Linked DNA regions of Zea mays: region 1 is linked to region 2. The links are chromatin contacts, called in public Hi-C maps. All regions are on one chromosome and are shown on one strand. Each heading gives the region's core, a stretch centred on a gene start, on an enhancer-like site or on the middle of the called end of the contact. The rest is flanking DNA. Distances are from core to core; before and after follow the strand shown.

The links. Hi-C and Micro-C count contacts between places; a contact is called where the count stands out from the background.
Region 1: a Hi-C map of bundle sheath shows a contact between it and region 2, with 2.8 times the contacts expected there. The contact joins two enhancer-like sites.

What each region holds. Positions count from the first base shown.
Region 1 is chr1:160,178,849-160,183,314 of Zm-B73-REFERENCE-NAM-5.0, forward strand. No RefSeq gene overlaps it. Among protein-coding and RNA genes, the nearest start is that of LOC100281484, 16 kb to the right of the region's middle. Within about 2 kb of position 2,588, at least 15 of the 20 cell types and tissues checked have an H3K27ac peak or open chromatin away from gene starts, as enhancers often do. A contact at or near this core is called in bundle sheath, where this site is marked.
Region 2 is chr1:159,696,100-159,700,382 of Zm-B73-REFERENCE-NAM-5.0, forward strand. No RefSeq gene overlaps it. Among protein-coding and RNA genes, the nearest start is that of LOC103640060, 32 kb to the right of the region's middle. Within about 2 kb of position 2,687, at least 17 of the 20 cell types and tissues checked have an H3K27ac peak or open chromatin away from gene starts, as enhancers often do. A contact at or near this core is called in bundle sheath, where this site is marked.

The sequences.
Region 1 (4,466 bases), core at 1,338-3,837, 480 kb after region 2:
TATTTTGTAACAGCAAACGGGGCCCAAAATTACGGCGTGAAAATCGCGTGCAGTCGATCGTGCTAGGGTTCTGGCTCGGGTGGATTTAACCATAAAACGTGAACCAAAATAGCGTAAATGAATACGAAATTTACGTAAATTATAGACCTGTTTCGTAACAGCGAATGGGGCCCGAAAATTACGGCGTGAAAATTGCGCACGTTCGATCGTGCACGGATTCTGGCTCGATCAAATTTCAACGTAAAACGTTAACCAAAACAACGTAAATGAGTACAAATTTTAGCGTACATCATCAATTTATTTCGTAACGACGAATAGGGCCTAAATTACGGCGAGGCGCGGGTCGAACTCCTCCAGGCAGCGAGTGATGCAGGTGGGCACGTTCTCCGACAACATGATGACGACGAGGATGTCCCTGAGCGCCGCCGACTTCTTGACGCGCTTGAGCAGCTTGTACCCAGTCATCCCAGGCACCACCGGCTTCCTGCTGTTGTTGGCCTTTGGCGCAGGAGACGGCGTCACAGACGCTGGAGCGGCAGCGGCGGTGGCCATCGCAGAGACGGACAGGACAAACGTTGTTGCCATCGGGCCTAGGGTGCGATGTCGCCGTCCGCTTCGAGAATGCCGTCGCCACTTGCGCGCCCGCCTCGGGAGCGTCGCTGTCGCTCGTTCCTAGTGGAGCGCCGCCGTCGGTCGCCTGCCTCGGGGCGGCATCGCTGCTGGCCCCTAGGATCACCGGCGCTCGTACGCCCGAGGGAACCGCCGCCGCCGCTAAAACCTAATCCCTGGCGGCGTGGGGGTATTTTTATAGTGGCGACGTGGGACTGGATAACTGCGAGCGCGTGGGTGGGATCGTGGGCCCTATGCACGTAATATGCGGGACGAAATCTACGTGATGGCCCATATATTTGCATAAATTGTTACCCACATCAGCATAACTCATATTATAATTTGTCGTAAGCAGTTAGGTATAATAAGCCAAAAAGGGTTTGGTGCGGTCTGCACACCTGATCGATACGTGGTTGGAACTTCCTATAGTTAAACAGAGCCCGGGGCTCTAAATACTATATATATATATATATATATATATATATATATATATATATATATATATATATATATATATATATATATATATATATATATATATATATATATATATATATATATATAGTTATAGTTATAGTTATATATAGTTATCTTGTTTCAATGTGTGGTTTCATTACTCTGAGTTTGTTTGATTGTCAACGTTTTCGGCGAACATCAGTCACATATGAATCAGTGCGTGCGTGTATACTTATTTTCTTTTTTAAGAGTGGTGGCGAAAGCATCTTTTTTTTTCCAATGTAATCTTCCGCAAAAGGTAGAAAGCGGCTTCGCCGGGTTGACCGATTTGAAAGATAATTAAGTTGAGGCAGTTATTGTCTTACTGAAATAACAACTTGTTTGTTTAATTTGGTACTATAGATAGGAGTGATAATGGATCGTGATTTAAATGTTACTTCACAAATTTATAGGGTCATAAATAAATTTTAGTTCAAAAATGAATATAAATAGAGTTGGACCCTAATTCAATATAATCCGATCCGGTCCTTAAATTTTATAGTGTAAAATTTAGAGCACGTTGTCACCCATAAGTATAGATAGATATTAATAAATCTTTATATACCTTATCAGAATTAGAGATGCTTATCTCGGGCTAAAATAAAGACATGACTAACCTCCGTTTTAGAACGGAGGAGACACAAAGACTATGTATGGTTCATGCTGGAATATAAAAAAGGACGATTGGGCCTACGAAATGTGCCCGAACCAAGAGACAGGGGTCTGAACAAGAACGTGCAAGTAAAGTGGGCGGCGAGGCAGTGAGAGGTCACTTCCATCCCATTGCATGTATCAATGTATGTATGTGTGCCGTGTGCGCTCGTTTTAATTCATTGTGGTGGCCGGCCGCCTCGTGATGCATGGATCGCACTCGCACATCTGCAAGTTGCAAAAGAGAGAGAGAGAGACAAGAGGCCTAGGCTGGTCTGGCCGGTCAACAAAATCGTCTCCGAGTTGGCAGCCGCCCGCAACGCAAGCACCACCCATCACCCATTTCCATTTGGCAGTCCTTGGCTTGGTTGGCCACTTGGCCCGCATGCGTGCGTGCCTGGCAGCCTGTTCCTGCCTGCGATTCGTAGCCAAAATAGTTGTCTAATATATGTACTATAATAATTGATCGTCTAGAACAACTTCTAGCCTCGTTCCAACGTAAGCCACAATAAAGCCTCGGCCGCCAGACAGACAGTTGCTTTCAAATCTCTCTACTCGATAAACTCAGTAAATTATATGTATAAAGAGGTACCAGAGTATATATATATATGATTCTCGTTGACTTGTCCTTATCTCTGACTTTTGACTCGACAGTTGACAGCAGTATAGTGCTCCACTGAAGGAGAAGCAAAAGCAAACAAGAGTTGGTGTAGTAGCAGGCAGGAAGAATTTGCAAGTGGATTTAATTGGGAACGAGAGGCAGTAGGGCTTGCGAGGCGAGGAGAGGATGCGATCAATGCTGGTCTAATCAGAGTGTTTGTCTGTGCTCGCCACTTGAGACAGACCTGGCCATGGATCAGAGTCATGTGTGTGTCTCTGTATTGTCAGTGCCCGTGACCCGTGACGACCGAGTCGACTGCATTTCAGATGCCAAAAGCTTACCAATTTGCAGTGTTCGGGGAGTTCAATGCATGGGGGCAAGTAAAATACAAGTGAGATAGTGCCACGAAAGTAAGAAGCGTGTCACGATTTGTCTAAGGTTAGTTCGTGAAGTGAAGAACTAACCTTAGACAGAAAAGTTAGGGGTTGTTTGGTTCGTGGCTAAACGTGACACACTTTGCCTAAGGTTAGTCGTTCGAATTGAAGAACTAACCTTAGGCAGAAAAGTTAGGCAAAGTGTGACAAGTTAGTCATCAAACCAAACAGGCCCTAAGTTTAGATAGAAAAGTTAGACAAAGTATGGCAAGTTAGGTAACAAACTAAACAGTCATTTGTGCTTTTTTGGCTAAATACTGAATGTAACACCCTGAATTTGGGGATATAAAATTTCTTTGCTCTTATCCACAAATTCAAGTGTTACTCCTCTTCTCTCTTCTCTCTTAATCCATTTCGTTTTCCTTTAGAAAGAGAATCATTGTTTTAGTTGGAGATGTATCTATTTTCTAATAGACAAAACCCTAAGAAAGTATGAAATGTTGCATAATACTGAACCCCAACTTTTGTCTTTGTATCATGCATATGTTTCAATTAGTGGCATATTTGAAGTTGAGCCAGCCGAGCCTTCAGTCGAGCCCTCAGCCACGCGCCTTCCCTTCTTTCTGCCCCGCGAGCCCACCCTGTCGGCGTGCCGCCCTCGGTCACGCGCTCTCTCTCTTTTCTCTCTGACCAGCCAACCCCGCTTGTGAGCCCCGTCCTCTTCCCCTCAACTGTCTGCTCCGCAGAGGCCACGCCGGTCGTGCCCGCCTCGCACGTTATGTGCGGATAACCACCGCGCGCACCCTACGACCCCCCATCTCGCATGCCTCGCCTGGCCACCATATAAGGACCCTAGACCCCAGCATCCCCCACACCTCGCCCTGCCCATTCTTCCCCACCTAGCACGCAGCAGTGTCGCCACTGTCGCGAAGCCGTTCTGTCGTCGCCCTTGCCACAGTGAGCTTCGCCTCGGTGCTAGCCGCTCGGGACTCGCCCCCAATTCCCCTTCCTTCCTTTGGTTCGCTCTGTCCTTGCTCACCACCGTTACACGTGCAGTCCCGAAGCCGCCATCGTCGACCTAAGCCACCGTCGTGCCGTTGCTGTCTCAGTGGATATCCCGAGTCTCGCATTGAGGTATGGAATCTCCCTTGCCCTCTCCATTTCCCTCTTACTCTTTGCCCTACGCGATTGCTCGTCGGAGTTCCCCGCACCCCGCCGAGCCGCCCCACTGTGAACCCTCACCATCTGATGCCCCTACCTCTGTTCAGCCCCCACCATCAGATTTCCCGCACCCCTCCCCATTTTCTCCGATCATCCCAACAGCCCTAAGACCCCCGGAGCGCTCGCGCCCCTCGTCTCTGACGAGCTTCCCGTCGCGAACACGGGCGCCGCCGCCTCTAGTGGCTAGAGGAAAGGGCCGGAGCAGGCCGCCCAATTCCCGTCGTTCACCCGAATCCAACGGTCCGACTTTAACTAACCCGAGCCAATCCCGCGCCCTCGAGCGAGGCGGAGAATCCGCAGCCGTCCGACCCAGCGCGCGCCACGCCCTCGAGCGAGGCAGAGAATCTATCAAACGTTTGAGCCTGCGCCATCGGCGCGTTGTGCCCTCGGCACGCTCGGTCGAGCCACCTAGTTTGGTCCCGCGAACGTCCCTTGGCCTCGGTCGTTCGTCTATCGATGATGAGAGCCCCATATCACGTTGCATATTTATTTGATCTAGACTGTTTGGTGTATTG
Region 2 (4,283 bases), core at 1,437-3,936:
TCGTGAAACCATATTGAAGGAGGCACATGACTCAGCTTACTCCATCCACCCTGGTAGTACTAAGATATACCAGGACTTGAAGCCGGAGTATTGGTGGTATGGACTAAAGAAGGATGTTGCTTCACATGTTGCACTACGTGATGTTTGCTAGAGGGTGAAAGCAGAACATCAAAGACCTGCTGGTTTACTACACCCGCTTAAGATACCTGAGTGGAAATGGGAAGAGATTAGCATGGACTTCATTATGGGATTACCCCGCACATCTGCTAGGTATGACTCTATATGGGTGGTTGTGGACAGGCTAACTAAAGTAGCCCACTTTGTTCCAGTGAAGACCACGTATTCAGGAGCCAAGTTAGCAGAGTTGTACATGGCACGAATTGTGTGCTTACATGGTGTGCCTAAGAAGATTGTGTCAGACCGGGGATCACAGTTTACTTCTCGGTATTGGAAGAAGTTGCACGAGTGCTTGGATACAAGATTGAATTTTAGTTCGGCTTACCATCCTCAAACTGATGGGCAGACCGAGAGAACCAATCAAGCACTAGAAGATATGTTAAGAGCTTGTGCTCTTAAACATGGTCATAGTTGGGATAAGAGTTTACCGTATGTAGAGTTCTCTTACAATAACAGTTACCAGGCCAGTTTGAAGATGTCCCTGTTTGAGGCTTTGTATGGCAGAAAGTGTAGGACTCCACTATATTGGGATCAAACTGGTGAAAGGCAGTTCTTTGGGCCTGAAATTATACAAGAGACAAAAGAACAAGTCCGTCAAATAAGGGAGAATTTGAGAACTGCACAGTCAAGGCAAAAAAGCTATGTGGATACCCGGAGAAGACGGGTGATCACGTGTATCTTAAGGTGTCACCAATCCGGGGTATGAGAAGATTCAAAGTTAAAGGGAAGTTGTCCCCTCGCTTTATTGGACCCTTCTTAATCCTAAAGCGGGTGGGAGAAGTTGCATATCAACTGGAACTACCTAATCATCTTGTGGATGTACATGATGTCTTCCATGTATTACAATTGTAGAAGTGTCTCAGGGTACCTGAAGAGCAACTACCTATGGAGGATCTTACTGTCCAAGATGATTTGACTTATACAAAATATCCTATCAAGATTATTGATATCTTGACCCGTGTCACGAGGAGTAAAGTGATTAAAATGTGCAAAGTACAATGAAGCCATCATGGAGAAGATGAGGCTACATGGGAGAGAGAAGAAGAACTACGAATAGATTTTCCCCAGCTCTTTCCTAGTCCTTCCTAAATCTCAAGGACGAGATTCTTTGTAAGAGGGTAGGATTTGTAATACCCAGTTTGGAAAAAATAAGAGAAGGGGGTGATCTCATTAGTTGTTTTGTCTTCTACTCATCATTATTTGGAAATAACCATCTTAGAGAGAATAATTAGTCGAAGACACCAAAGATAATTTGTGCATCATGCTGGATTTTAAGTGTATGTGAATTTAATAAAGATAAAATTTATGGGGATACATTAATAATGAGAATTTGGGAATTAACCTAAATTAAATTCTAGAATTGGAAAATAAAAAGGAAAGAATTGGGGGAAATACTACATAAAATAAAATAAAAATAAGAATAAATATATTTCAAACTGGTGTTTTCAAACTGTACATTTAAATGAGTACAAAATTCACTGCAAGAATTTGATTTCAAGTTTGAGTTTCAAAGATAAAAAGGAGAAGAAAAGAAATTAGAAAGAAGAAAAGAAAATGGAGAAAGTGAGTTGTGCACTTGGGCCAGCCAACGCTAAATTCGGCCCAGTCGGCTTTCCCACCGCGCGGCCCAACCATCTTCCGCACGCGCTCCCCGCCTACTGACAACCGAGCCCCGCCCGTCAATCTCTCAAAGTATGCGCTTTGCTCATACTCAGTCGCCGATCTGCGGGCCCCACCGGCCAGTCACCGCTCGCGTTCGCTCTTCCTCCCCTTCTCTGGCGCGTGGACCTGGCGAGTCAGTCCTCGCCCCAGTCAACGGAAGTGCCGAGCATGGTGGAACACTGGAACGTGCGGAGCCACCGACTTCGCGCAATCCGTTGTGGCGCCCTGGCCACGTCGTGTCCATATAGGGGGACCACGACCGGATTTGCATGTTCCCCCTCTGTTTCCTATCTTCGCGAACACCACTGAACTAGTGACGGAGAGGGAAAGCGGCGAATCCGCATCTAGTCGACCCGCGCCGCCGCGGGTGAACTTCACCGTGCTTACGACCGGTGCCGAGCAGTGGCGCACTAGGGCTTCACGGGTCTTGTTGGGTGGTGATCGCTGCCGCGCCGCTCGGAATTGCTCGTCTGCGCCCCGAGAATTTCTCACCGTCGCGATCGTTCCGCCGCGGACCGCATCCTCTCTATGGCTTGAGCAGTACACCGCGAACGCGCCGGTATGAATCCCCTTCTTGTGCTTGCTAAGTTCTCCTACTCGGGTTACGCGTCTAGGGTTGGGTTATGGGGCACCTGGGTGCGAGGTGTCAGGTGTGGGAGCTCCGGCGAGTGGACCGCCGTGAGGCCTGTGCGCCGCCGTGTGCGGACAGTGGACTTGGGGAAGAAGGTGGCCGGAATTGTGCGAGTCGTTAGATCGTTCTGATGCGGCTCGGATTAGATGTATGATACCGGTTTGCTGGGGGTGATTGTCAACCGTCGATCTCGTATCGCACGATCACGGTTGAGCCTGGGATGGTTATTAGATCAGATCTAATCCGCGCCGTCTGCGCATGATCCAACGGGGAGTGCAGGCCGATACCCCTTCGGTTTGCACTGTTTGCAGACAAACCCTTATACTTTTAGAAAATAGAACCCGCAGTCCACCTTGAGGGAGTCCTGTGTCTTGAATCATTTTTCACCAGAGCCCCTACACTTTCCAGGTATTGGTGCGCAGTCCAGAGAGGAATAAAAATAGAGAAATAATTATAGAAATTGGTTTAATACAAAAATAATTCTAGAAACTTGGGAAATTCATATTTAATTCATTTTAACTTCAAATTAATCCATTCCAGTTCCTATAATTTTGTAATAGTGTTGTTTATCACATAGTGTATCTATTTTGACATGAAAACCATATTAAAATGTATCTCTTATTTAATCTTGTATCAAATATATAAAACCTTTGGAAATTCATAACTTAAAATCCATAACACCAAAATTAATGATTCCTGTTCCTAGGATCTTATTTTAATGTGTAGATTATTATTATGTATTTTGTTTACATGTTTGGTGTGATGTTAATTTTTGCTATACTATGTATGTTTGTATTGATGCGAGAAGACGAGCCAGCCACTGAGGATCCAGAGGTTCAGCTAGTAGAGACTGCTGAGCAGGAGCTTGTTGAAGGCAAGTTGTGCCCTTGATCACTTCTTTTTACCCAGTAATGTTCTTATTAATCATAGTAATCTGCATAGGTTAATTTTGATGGGATCCTTTAGGTTACCCTAGTTTGATTATCTTTGTACCTTGAATCCACTGAACTTTTTGGGTAGTACTTGCTATTGCTTTATGTGGTTTTGGGTATGGAGATACATTATTCATGATCACACGTTTATTATTTGTTTATTATTACTATTCATGTTAAGATCATTATGTTAATGGGAACATTGAGCGACCACCCGGGAAAACAGTGCTACCACAAGGGTGGTATGGGACGCCCTTGGCTGATTAACTAGGAAAGCTAGTGGATGACTACCTTACCCAATAGGGGCAAGGGCAGTAGGGGAGTGGTCAGTGTAGGGATGTCCTTGGGTTGATGTTGCTGCGATGGCGGTCAGGCGAGGGATCCCTGCACTGGAGCTTCCTATAAACTGTAGCGAGTTTTCTGAAGCTAGTGGAACTTTGTAAAGGCCTTGTAGTGTTACCCTACCTCTCCTCCTCGGTAGAGGTGTATGGGATTGGCCGTCTCTTGGCAGACGGGTAACATGACTTGTGGGTAAAGATGCGCAGCCTCTGCAGAGTGTAAAACTGGTATACTAGCCGTGCTGACGGTCATGAGCAGCTCGGACCCTCACATGATTAATTTATGGAATTAAAATTCAATTTGTCATTTGCATCACATTGAGTTTATTTTGGTATTACTTTTATTTATTATTACTATGGTTTGGTATTCACTTACACTTAGTAACTGTTAATAAAATTTGACCTACTTATAAAAGCAATGCTCAGCTTCAACCTTTATTTTGTTGATCACCCTTACACATCACATGAACTCCCACCTTTGGTGAGTTCATGCACAATATTCCCCACAACTTGTTGATCTATGAACGTATGTGAGCTCACCCT